Linked DNA regions of Mus musculus: region 1 is linked to region 2. A link is a contact called in public HiChIP or PLAC-seq data. All regions are on one chromosome and are shown on one strand. Each heading gives the region's core, a stretch centred on a gene start, on an enhancer-like site or on the middle of the called end of the contact. The rest is flanking DNA. Distances are from core to core; before and after follow the strand shown.

Evidence for each region. HiChIP or PLAC-seq counts read pairs in DNA pulled down with a chosen protein or histone mark.
Region 1: an H3K27ac HiChIP or PLAC-seq map of epiblast stem cells shows a contact between it and region 2, with 4 times the contacts expected there. The contact joins two enhancer-like sites. A contact is called at or near these places in 1 of 115 datasets of contacts at active chromatin or transcription factors (epiblast stem cells) and 1 of 9 other capture datasets (embryonic stem cells).

Annotation. Positions count from the first base shown.
Region 1 is chr1:12,742,464-12,748,683 of GRCm38.p6, reverse strand. All of the region lies in intron 2 of Sulf1 (sulfatase 1), which reads right to left. Among named protein-coding and RNA genes, the nearest start is that of Sulf1, 53 kb to the right of the region's middle. Within about 2 kb of position 3,778, at least 39 of the 459 cell types and tissues checked have an H3K27ac peak or open chromatin away from gene starts, as enhancers often do. A contact at or near this core is called in embryonic stem cells and epiblast stem cells, where this site is marked.
Region 2 is chr1:12,022,975-12,029,797 of GRCm38.p6, reverse strand. It overlaps Gm30974 (a long non-coding RNA gene), which reads left to right. Exons shown (of 4, transcript XR_373208.2): 4 at 551-714. Among named protein-coding and RNA genes, the nearest start is that of Gm30974, 35 kb to the left of the region's middle. Within about 2 kb of position 3,802, at least 5 of the 459 cell types and tissues checked have an H3K27ac peak or open chromatin away from gene starts, as enhancers often do. A contact at or near this core is called in embryonic stem cells and epiblast stem cells, where this site is marked.

The DNA of each region.
Region 1 (6,220 bases), core at 2,529-5,028, 720 kb before region 2:
TGCCTCTTGGAGATCACTCTGGTCCCCAGCTTCCTTGTCCCTGGGGCCCCTCTGGGGGAACTTCACACACTCCACACTCAGTTCTCTGTCTGTCTGTCTCTGTCTGTCTGTCTGTCTGTCTGTCTGTCTGTCTGTCTCTGTCTGTCTCTGTCTGTCTGTCTGCCTGTCTGTCTCTGTCTGTCTCTGTCTCTGTCTCTGTCTCTGTCTCTCTGTCTCTGTCTCTGTCTCTCTCTCTCTCTCTCTCTGTGGTTTATACGGAGGCTAGAGGCTGAGGTTGGAGGTCGGGTGTCATTCGAGATGTCTCATCACCTCGTGGGACACTATTTCTCAGCAAACCTCTTTGATTCTGCTATACTGGCTGACTGAAGAACTCCAAGACTCTCGTCTCTGCGCGCATACTGTGGCTATAGCTGAATACTGCCATGGCAAGCTTTTAGCTTATGTCCTGAGGATCAAGACTCAGTTTACCCAAGCCGCCTCTGGTCATTCCTTCTCAGAGTTAATTCCAAGTCTTTGCGGCGACAGCCTGTTTAGTCCTTTGACCAAACCTCTGTCACCTGCCCTGCCCTGGCTCCTCGATATTTTTGCTCTTCTCCAGTAAGAAATTATATACAGCATAATTTTGTAGTTCAGGAAGACTTCATGAAAGCAGTCAGGAAAGTGGCTGATTCCAAGAAGCTGGAGTCCAAGGTGGACTACAAACCTGTGTGATTCACTAGAAGGGTTTGGTGACTGCATGACAGACATTGGTTTAATGTAAAAATAAAGTTAAGAAAAATAATGTATGTATTGGCAATTATCTTATTAAAAGTGAATAAACATGTATAAGCAAGAAAAAAAATTATATATAGACCTATTACACACTCTCAGCTCCCTTCCTTCTCTGCCACCTTCCTCTCCTTGGTTGGTACTCTGCCAAATACCTTATTATTCCTACTTGGAACAGTCTAACCAGAGTCACTCTAGCATTTTGCTTAGCCTGTTCATGCATTGGTGTGGTGCATACCTGGAGAAAAGTCACGAATCCTGAGTGTCCTCAGGTCATATAAGAGTGACATGATCCCCTTCCAACGGTGGACAAACGTCCTTATTTCTCCTGATTGTTGTTTCATCCTCTCAGTCATTCACTTTACTCTAGCTCCCTTCTCCCCACATTGTTTTCTGACCTTCAACATAACTGCTTCACACTTTACTGAGTAAGCAGGAATAACTGTAGGAGATCCCTATAGCCTTGAACCTGGGTCCTCTGGAGGAGCAGCCAGTGCTCATAACCACTGAGCCATGTCTCTAGCACTCACACTTTTAAAGTAGATTCTTCTGTCTGTGAGTTAGGTGCCATCTTTTTGACATATTCAAAATCTGGGCACCAGTAACACTCTCTTCTTTTTTCTAAACTTCCATATTTACCCCTCAAAACCATGCCATTTCCATCCCTGTATAAACATGCTAAACATGCTGCGATTTCTCTAATTTTTTTTTTTAAGATTTATTTTTATTGTGGGATCTGAACTTCCACAGGATGTCCTGCGGAAGAACAGCAGGGGCTCTTAATTGCTGAGCCACCGTTCTAGTCCCACCTCTTAAAAATACTAACTCTCTTGTCCCACTTCCCCTGTTTACTGACAAAAAAATCATTGTGAGAGCTGCCATACTTTGTCTTTGCTTCATTTCACCTTGCGCTTCTATCGGCTTCCCTCTACACTGTGCCATGCTTACAGTGTTTTGAGCCCAGGCTATCTTTGAGCTCATGGTTTCCTGCCTCAGCCTCCTCAGCACTGAGACAGCAGGCTTGTTTCTTCCCCACACCCAGCTCCATCTGTCTATAAACCCATCACTGTGGACACCATGCTAATGATTTCCAATGATTGTAGATCTAAATGCCAAAAGATATTTCCGATCGGAGGACTAATAGACATCCCCAACTCAATTACTGAAACCACTGAACTCCGGAGGTGAGTCCCTCCATCCCGCTTTCCATCCCTCTTCCCTCCTCCTCTCTTAAAAATGCTTCTCACATTTGCTATCCAACTGATTAGGTAATACTGTTGGTTCTTCCTTTATAAATAGCTGGTGTCTATTTCTGAAGCTTCTCTTACTATAAGTGTGAAGTTCTCTCCTCTATTTTAATAGCCTCGTAGTAAGTCTCTTCTTGCTGCTGTTGTTCATCTATCATCTGCTTCTAGCACAGCAAAGAGAACCTTTGGAAACATAAGTCAGAAAGCACTATTCCTTTATGTGAACTTCAATAACGGTTTCCCTTTCATCCAGAGAAATCGCCTTAATCTTCCCATGGCCTATGGGTCATGTATTGGCCTGCGGTGACTCTGATACCATTTCCGGACACTACTGTGACACTACTGTGCACAGTCTCTCTGTGGTTCTCATATTGCATCAGACTACTTATAGTGGTCTTTTTTTTTACTTTTTTATTTTTTTGGTTTTTCGAGACAGGGTTTCTCTGTGTAGCCCTGGCCGTCCTGGAACTCACTTTGTAGACCAGGCTGGCCTCGAACTCAGAAATCCGCCTGCCTCTGCCTCCCGAGTGCTGGGATTAAAGGCGTGCGCCACCACGCCCGGCTTTTTTTTTTTTTTTACTTTTTTATTTTTTTGGTTTATAGTGGTCTTTTTATGTTAGTTTTTTCCTCGATGGAATGCTTTCTTTCTTAAAGATTATTTTTATTATTCTTAATTATGCATATGTATTGGGGACACATATGCATGTGAACACAGATACCCTGGGGCTAAAGTCATAAGTAGTTGTCAGTGCCAACAGGGGTGCTGGGAACTGAACTTGTGGGTATCCTTAACCACTGAGCCATCCCTCCATTTCCTGGTGTTCTATAAGATTCCCAGCTTCGACTTCTCTATGTCCTTCAAATTTAAACCTTTTCTCAGCAAACCTTCCTTTTTAGCATTGCAATGTACCTGATTGCTCATTTTGCTCTCTGTTCTAATAGACTATATAGACTTGGTAGAAATGAGTAGATTATCTTCCTCCTCTTACTAGAACATGATATACACAGAGTTCCAGGTCTCTAAATATTTTACTCGCTGATACATTTCAAATTCTTAGAATGAGGCTTGGCATATTCTATAGTTTGATTATTTTTTGTTTTTTATTTGTTTGTTTTGTATTTTATAGTGTGTCTTATTATGTAGCTCAGGCTCACATTTGAATTTGTGAGCCTTCTGCACTGGCCTCTTGAAGGCTGAAATTATGGGCACATGGCATCCTGATTGGTTTCATAGTTTGATTCTTAGATGTGCCCCAAAGGTTTTTCTCTGAAGGTTTTGTTGATCAACTCTGGTGTACCCAGGAAGTAGTGAAACCTTTAGGCAGGAAGTCTAATGGAAGACAGAGCATTTGGGGCCTGCCTTCGAAGGGAATATCGACATCCCTGTCTCATCCATGAAGTGAGCAGTCTTCTCTGCCACACACTTCGGTCTTTTGTCCTCTCCTGACACAGTGCAAACAAAGTGTTTTCCTGAGTTGATCTGCTCAGGTGTTGTCACAATGACAGGCATTTAAAACACACCTGGCCTGTAGGAATGCTTGGTGAATATTGGTTGCATTGATGAATGTTTAAGTAAAGGAAGAAACAAAGCAAAAAAGAAAAAGAATTAAATAGGTCTCCAAGCTATTTACTTGAAAATCCTTTTGTTGAGACATCAAAAGAAATTCCTTCCTCAAATACTTTGCCTGACACCAGAGCCTCTATAACCCAGCCTGTCTGGTTTCCCAATTAGAGTGAACAAATGCCAAGTGGCTGAAAAATTCTCCCCCACATTACACTACGAGGTGTCAGTCCACCTCACCCTTTAGGAATGGCTATGCACACTCTGGGGACATTACAATGGCAGCTTTTCAAAGGTGGAACTAGCTGAGTGGCATTTGAGGATCTGATACAAAATCCCAACCTCCAGCAGGTTTATCTAAAGGCTTGGCCAAGGTTCCCGGAAGCCTGGCCCACCCTGAAAGAGAACCCGGGCTGGTAGACCTTTTCAAATGGAAACTATGCAAAATGCAGTGGCTTCCTGTGCTTTCACCCCCAAACCAGGTGGAACCTGAGGCTTTAGCAAAGGCGTCCTTTTAAATTCTTAACTGGGCAATGTAAACCAAGGGGAGAATGTTTGGGAAAAAAAAAAAAAACAATCAAAAAACAAAGTGAAACTAAACCCATAGTTTTCAACAGTTTTCAACAACCAACTTAAAATCTCTGCTCTTTTAACAGAATAGTCACTACATTGCCACAATAACGCACTAGGTTTTTGTTCTACTGTTAAAATTGCTGGGGTCCTCAACCTGCATGCTGAGGTCAAGGTATCATTTCCACATGATGGGTTCTGTAATCAAAGATCTGAGGTAAAGGGTGACTAGCCAAAGCCAACCTGAAGAACAAACCAAGAGACTGGACATCACAGTCAGGGCAGACTTCCTTACCTAATTTACCTAACTTCCTTACTGCTATTAACTTAAAGAGATTAGAAATACAGAAGGAAAAGGGACAGTTGATTTTAAGAATCCCATAGATTAATGGTCTACAACCTGTGGACCCCTGGAATTGCAGATCAGATTTTTACATTATGATTCATAATAGTTGCAACATTACAGTTATGAAGTAGCAACAAAATAATTATAAGTTGGGGGTATTACTGCAGCATGAGGAACTATATTAAAGGGTCACAGCATTAGGAAGGTTGAGAACTACTGTTGTAGATGTAAAGGAAGATTAAATATTAAAAAAGACTGTATAATATTGATAGTAACAATACCATGAGAACCAGATTTAAACTACAAAGTAGCCGGTGTGTGTTTCTGTGTTATACAGTTGGAATACTTCTGAATTTTAGGAACCCTTTAGGACTGGACTGAAGCTATGCTAGGTAAAATGTGTAGCCAATGTAGAGATTTTTTTTTTTTTTTTACTGTTGCTCTCATGTGCAAGAGGAATATTTCTAAAATGAATGAGCCTACATTTATAGTACACATTTATGTAGAGATTTTTAACATCGACAATTTTTAAGAGACTTCTATAAGTCTTACATTTTTCATTTATGAATATTATTTCACATTATATCCCTTTTCAAGATATTGAATTAAGATGTTAGAGGGGCTGGAGTGATGCCTCAGGCAGGGGTTAAGACCATTGGCTGCTCTTCCAGAGGACCTGGGTTCAGTTCTCTGCACCCCTTAGTTCCAGGACATCTGATGCCCTATTCTGGCCTTCAGGGACACAAGACATACATGTGGTACATATGCATACATGCAGGCAAACACTCATACATACAAAATAAAATCAAATGAATCCTTAAAGAAAAGATTTTAGGAAAAAACTCTGAAAATGAAAACGGAGAACATTTCCTGTCATTCATGGCAATTTAACTATCTTTCCTTTTGAGTTAACTTTTTGACATAGGAAGGTGCAAGACAGGCAGTCCAAAAGACAATCAAGTTTAAATTTAAAAGCCACCAGAGTACTTGTAAAGGTTCTCGACGTTCTAATCCTGCTGTTCATACAGAAACCCTTGAAGGAAGTCATTCCGTTCCCAGCTTCTTATCATCGTTATCCTATAGACTCTGGAAGGAAGCATGTTGCCTTCTTCCTTTTGGGTACAATCCTAAAGTTGTGCAGGGGACTAAGCTCAGCACAGAACTAGTTCAGCTGCAGCCCTGAGATCTAGCTTATGTGGATCTGGTTTCTCAGTTGATTTCTCCATTGCTGAAAACCGGCAAATGTTACAAAAACACATAGGCATTTATCAGTCTCCTCTAAATGTTCACACTTTAACCAATACAGATATCTTTAACAACAGTTATTCATTTCTTCATTGAATCTTTCCATGTGCTGAAGCCTCAGCCCCCACTGGCAATGCAGATCTCAGTGAGAGCCCATCAGTACCTGTGAGGATCTCAGTGCCCAGTGGGGATGGACAGAAAATGATGGGTCTGGCTGAAGGTTACTTGGTGGACTCAGCAGAGATGTGGGAATGAAAGATGCTGTGTCTGTTGGCCTATAACCCCAGCTACTCAGGTTTTGGAAGCTGGAGTTTCCCAAGCCCAAGTCTAGCCTGAGCCATAGTGAGGCCTTGTCTAGAACCGAGATTTAAAAGGGCTGTAAAAGCTAAAAACGAAGCACAGTGGTGAAGTAGTATGAACATGTGTGAAGCCCTGTCTTCAATTCCTAGCACCCAAGGAAAAGAAGACAGAATGAAAGAAAAG
Region 2 (6,823 bases), core at 2,553-5,052:
TGTTGGCAAATCTCACAGTAATGTCACGACTGAGCAAAGGCAGCCCGGAGAGGAGCTGGCTTATGTTTCTAGCTCTTCAAACCAAATACTCAGACAGAGCATCTGCCTCACCCACATCACTGATGAATACTAAGTAGAAACAGGCCCATTAAAGGGACAGTTGCTATTCCAAATCCACATGGACTTTGAGTCATGTTCTTCAGATTAGCTGTCAGTCATTTTTATTGTAGAAAGATAATTAGAGTTAGGTAGGATCCTAATTAGATTCAAGAGCTGATAAAAGTACTTGTTTTAAGAGATGCTAGAAAAATATTTAGAAATGTTGAAAGAGTTGACTGCATGCCATCATGGAGCATAAGAGGTTGATGGAAGACATTACTAATTATGAATGTAATCAATATTCTAGAGGTCTGAGTTTTGAACAATAGAGTGGGTGACTGTTTCTCATACTGTGGATTATGGAGTTTGGATACTGTAGTTTTTTTTCCAACCAGAAAGCAGTGCAATTGTCACTGACAGTTGAAAATTTCTTTCATCCCTTCTCTTTTAGTTCCATGGCTGTTGAAATGGCAAACTCCAAAGTCCTTAAAAATTCATATGAAAGAAGATTCTCTCAGGAAGTCATTCATAGATCATCTTCCCAATAGATGATCCTCTGCACTTCTTTCAGGCCTGTAAACAGACTTGCTTATTAAAGAAATCAGCAAAAAGTTCCATTATCTACCAAGACAAATTTCACTCTAAAATATTCTGCTGTATTCCTGGTTATCATCTCAAAATAAGATGTAGAAAAGAAAATGCAAAGTGTTGGATGTCCTTATGCTATACTCTAAGGAGTGTACTTATGAAATAAAAAGAAGCTAAGTCACTAACAGGAATTTTAAAGAAGGGCACAATTATATCACGGATTATAAAACCACAACATTTTCAAAAACCTAGAGCCCGCATTTCATCAACAGCACTCATTTGTAAACATTATCTTTGGAACATTTATGTCACAGAAACCCATGCCTAAGTATCTCTATTTCCTTGGATGTCACAAGACAAAGATACAATGAATGAACTACTAGACGTGGAGAGTTTCCACAGATATGAAGCTTGATCCACGTGAGCTTAGCTTTTGAGAAGAAGCCCACCACACCACACCATACCACTACACCATACACATACACCATACCACTACACCTTACCACAACACAATACAACCCACCACATCAATAAAAACTCAGTTTGCATGCACACAGCCATGCTCTTGTCATTATTAAACATTTTATTATTTTGTTTATTTTTTATTATGTAAAATCTAACACACATATTTGGGTGCACCATACTTTCAGGGGTAGATATTATTAGTAAAATAAATGTTTTTCTGTAATGGTTAATGTTTGTAGTATTTGTAGACAGTCTGTGAATTTGAATTTTATTATATTTCTCTTCTTTATATCCTAAAAAATGAAACGTTGTTATATGCATGTGTGAGCACATGCCATTTGCGTGCAAGTGCCTGCAGAGGGCAGAATAGGGCATTGGATCCCCAGGGGCTGAAAATATAAGCATTTGGAAGTCATTTGACATGGTGTTCGAAATTGAATTCAGATCCTCTAGAAAGCAGGAAAAGCAACCTGGAAGATCAAGCTTAACCTTGGAGCTATCTCTCCAGTCTCCATAAGAAAACATTTAACAAGGTTTGCAATTATAAATACATTACAAATGCCGAAAGCACTCTGCACAGCTTTTCATGTGTGCTTAATGTCTGTTAATTGTTTTTTTGGTAATGCTTTTTATACATTTCAGAAAGACACATAAACCATTCACTGTGGTTGGTCTTTTCAGTGATAAAAATTGAACGGACCCTTAGAAAATACCCTACCTGGCAATAAAAACTAAGTGGGCCAGTCACACAATGTTGCTTCTTAATCATTCAGAATGATGAACCACAAACACCATCCAAGCCGGGATAGAAACCAGACATTGCTATTTGCTTTCCAAACTAGAAGGCTTTCAAAAGTGTTAACTGCAGTGAAAATCACTCATCAGAGACTGAGTTGACATTTAGTTACATACATAGAAAGATCACTTGTAAGACACTAGGCCTTTATCCAATTACACAGCTGCTGCAGGCAAGGCTTCCCTTAAACGCTTGAGACTTAATGTCTCCAGTTTCATGATTTGTCAGAGGCTGGGATATTCTCATGTATACAATGAACTAACTAGGAGATGGGACCCATGTCTAAATGCTAAATTTATTCATATTTCATACGCAACTAATATGCATGGTCCTATGGTAGTTTTCACTTCTTTCTTGCATAACAAATATCCATGGTGCAAAACTTTCCAAATTGTACAAGAACTTGTGCAAGGTTTTCAAGTTTCTGTCTACTGTAAGCTTCCTGTTTAAGGTTTATAATCAAAATAGAACATATCTTATTAATCGGATCGTCACCTTTAAATTTTTCCCTTATACTCCACAGTATGGTCCTCAGTGAGTTTTGTATTAGCAAAAACTAAGTGTCAATAGTAACCTTGAATAATGGTGAAATAGACAAGATAAATTCCATAACCAAAGTTATTTTTCTATTTGAGTTGCCAAAAACATTGTTTAATAAGTGAATATGTATATTCTATGGTCATATTTAGGCATCTGAATTTGAGAATATTCTTAGTCTCTTTTCAAACAAAAGGAGACTAACAACTTTTTCTCCTTCGGCTAGCGATAGTGATACATAGGAGAGAGCTGGGATTTGGTGCATGGCATCTGGTATCCTGTTATGAACAGAAATGGCTCTTCAGAGTCAGTCTGTTTCATTCCCAGCAAAGCATTGTCTCTAATGGGCAAATTAAATGTGTTTATGCTCTCTGTCATGGAGGCAAAACAAATAACTAAAGCATTGTGTGGTGTTCTCTTTCAGCAGATAAAGTATCAGGAACAGTTTTCATGCAGCAGGACATTTTGAAATCAAGACATTGTGTGTATTCTTTGGATTTTGACAAAATTCTCTAGACTTTGAACTACATCTTTATTCCCTCTGGAGATAAAAGTCTATATGGAAGTACTTTACCTGCTTGCTAATCAGCTGTATAATTTCTGAACATGTGTTTACTGCAAAAATCTTTTTATGAGCTTGTAGATTAGTTTAAAAGGTTTCCTGGATTGTGTCCAGTTATTTGAAACATTGCAACTTTAAAAGAGCCCTCTTCTGAAAAGATCTTCATATCTGCAAAGTGTTTGAGCCTGTTTCTGGTGTCTCCTCCTTATCATATATGTTGTATGAGGCTTAAAATTAAAAAATGACTAGTTTGAATTAGGGAGATAAAATTTTATTTTGACATAAGCATATTTGGTTATTAATTTTTTCTTAGGTTGTCATATTCATAACTTTTAGTATTACATTTCTACCTTATTAAGCCAATATATTTGCATACCTTCATAACAGGGTAATTCAGAATATGGTTTAATATATAATTATTAAAGCATCCCAGCAGATCTTCATTTGTTCCTTCTTTCCTCCAAATCCAGTCTCTCAGTCTTATGCTCACATCTGTGGCAGACCTCCCCTGTGTCCCTTCTCCCACCTCCAGTATCTCACATAGATCTTCCCTTACAAACTTTCCTTCCCAGAACTCACTGCTCTATCCCAGCCCCCAGATCCAGCAGGGACTCCCTAGGAAGAAACCCACAAGCCATTCAGACTAGGAAATCAAGTAGAGGAATGCAGATATTCACCTTCCTCTCCATTTCTCCATCTAATGGCTTAGCCTCATTCCCAGCTCAGTAGCAGACCACCTGTGTAGCTGTTTGTATTCTAATGCTAATTGGGTCCTCTAAAACTGTTTGCAAGAGAAAGTCTGAATGTAGCTTCTGGGAACCTGTCCCAATTAATTCTGATTGGTAAATAAAGATGCCAGCTGCTAATAGCTGAAGAGGAGAGACATAGGTTTAGGGTTCCAGGGTTTGGGACCATAGCAAGGGGAAGGATAAAGACATAGAGGCAGCTATGGGAGGAGAATAAAGTTTAGGAGGGAGAAGCAAAGCTACTATGTAAAGGGAATGCTACACAGACAGTTGCTCAATTGGGTCAAGAGAAGCCAAGATAGAAAATATACATTGGTAAGTAGTAACTTGGAGTTACTGGTGAGAGGTAGATTTTAACAGCATGGACATTAGGCAGTTGCCCAGCTATTGTGGTGCTTTTAAGGCATATCAAAATATAAAGGCTGTGTATGTGTCTTTCAATCGAAAACATAAACCGTTGAGACAGTTGTAACCCTGCATCAGGATTTATTTAAAATATCATTACTATACACATGCTGTGGCCTCTCCTCATTCTCTCACCCATTCCCAAGGGACTAAGCAGGTCCTGATGAAACACCCTGCTTTCATTCTTTATTGGACGCCCCCCCCCCAGCCCCTCATCCTAGTCCATCCCCGTTCCTAAGTGTCAGTTCCAAATATCTAGAATATATTTTTCTTGGAACCTCCAGTGGCCACATCTATCAGAATCCCAAAAGAGTTTCCTACTAGGCAACACACAGTCACCATATTCTCCTAATTACCAGAGAGAGCAAATGAATCAAACAAGATATCCAGCCAACAAAGACAAGACTAGATATCAGCATCAAGAATTATAATCTTCTCAAACTCAAATGCCTAGGAAATCACCTTAAAAACCTTTAAATCACATTTAGTAACAGCCAAGATAATATGTCTCCACTAGAGTCTAGCAATCCCACCACAGCAGGCCCTGAATATGCCACTATGGCTAAAGTACAAGAAAAAGTCCTGATAATAGCCTTTATAAATATGATCGGTGTCCTTAAAAAGAAATTAATACATCTTTTAAAGAAATGAATAAAAACACAAACAACTTACAGGAGAAAATGAAGGAAACAGTTTAAGCCTGAAAAATGGAAATGAGATCAATAAAGAAAATCAAAACTGAGGGAAATCTAAAAATGAAAAGTTTAAGAACTCAAACAGTGACTTCAGAGGCAAACTTCACCAGCAGAGTACAGTAGATAGAGAATGTTAGGCATTGAAGACATGAGAGAAAAAATAGATACATCAGCCAAAAAATGTTAAATCTTGAAAACTTCTATCACAAACATCCAGGAAATCTGGGCTATGATGAAAGGAACAAATCTAACAATAATAGCAAGAGAGAAGAGAAGAAACCCAGGTAAAAGGCACAGAAAACATTTTCATCAAATTCATAGAAGAAACTTTCCCTAACCTAAAAGAAATGTCTGTCTTTTTAAAAATTTTATTAGCTATTTTCTTCATTTACATTTGAAATGCTATTCCTAACATTCCCCATACCTTCCACCTGCCCTAAGAAATGTTTTTCAAGGAACCAGAAGCATACAGAACACCAAAAAGACTGGACAAGAAAAGAAAATCCTCTTGGCACATAATCATCAAAAAACTAAATGACAAACTTTGATCATTAAGAAAGAAAGAATGTCATAAGCTTCAAGGGAAAAAGACCAAGCATAGATGTATTAGATATAGGTCCATTAGAATAACACCTGATTCTCAATGGAGACAATAAAACCAGAAAGGCCTGGAAAGGGGTACTAAGAGACCACAAATGACAGCCAAGACTACTATATCAAGTAATTACAATAGATGGAGAAAATAAGATATTCCATGTGTTCACACACATACACAAAATATAACACAACTAAATACAAAGAATCAACAAACCCCATACCACTCACTCCGTGATATCCCTGAACATCAATGGTCTCAATTACTTCACAAAAAGGCATAGGCTAACAGAATGGTGGCATACTCAGGATCCATCTTTCAGCTGCATTCGAGAAACAAATCTTGGCTGGGCATGCCTTTAATCCCAGCACTCGGGAAGTAGAGGCAGGCAGATTTCTGAGTTTGAGGCCAGTCTGGTCTACAAAGTGAGTTCCAGGACAGCCAGGGCTATACAGAGAAACCCTGTCTAGAAAAACAAAAACAAAACAAAACAAACAAACAAAAAAACCAAGAAACACATCTTAACATCAAGGTACAATAATCACAATAACGCAATCACCCAGAGTAAACGAATGGAAAAACATGTTCCTAGCTAATAGACATAAGACACAATCTGATGTAGCCGAATTAATATCTGACAAAATAAACTTTAAACAAAAACTAATCAAAAGAGATAAGAAATAACAACAAACTTTTTAAAAGATAATTCCACCAAGAGGACATTGCAATTCTTAATATCTATGTACCAAACACAAGAGCACCCAAGTTTGTAAAAGAAACACTACTACAGTCTCAAACACATATTGACCTTCACACACTGATAGTGGGAGATTTCAATTTCCCACTTTTTTCAATAAACAGGTCATCTACCCAATAACAAAACAGAGAAATGATAGCAATAACTGGTATTTATAATCCAAATGGACAAAACAGATATTTACATAACATTTCATCCAGATACTTTTACTCAACGGTTTATAGAAATTTCTTCAATATTAACCACATTTTATATTCTGGATATTAATCTCATGTCAGGTGAATAAGTTGAAGACATTAGTACATCTAGTATGGAAACCAAAATAGATACTCCCCTACACCCCAAACTAGAACTACCATACAATCAAGATACAGTTTGAAGATATAAAATTTGGTGGGGGGTGGTGGGGAGCATTGTGTTACTGTGATTATTGTATCACATTTACTACAGCTAAAATACAGAACTAGATTACAGAACTGATCTAGATATTCATCAATAGATAAGTAGGTAATTGACCCATCCAGCAGGTTCAGTTATTCGAAGGTCTCAAGGGAACCTTCTTCTAAGAACCAAATGGG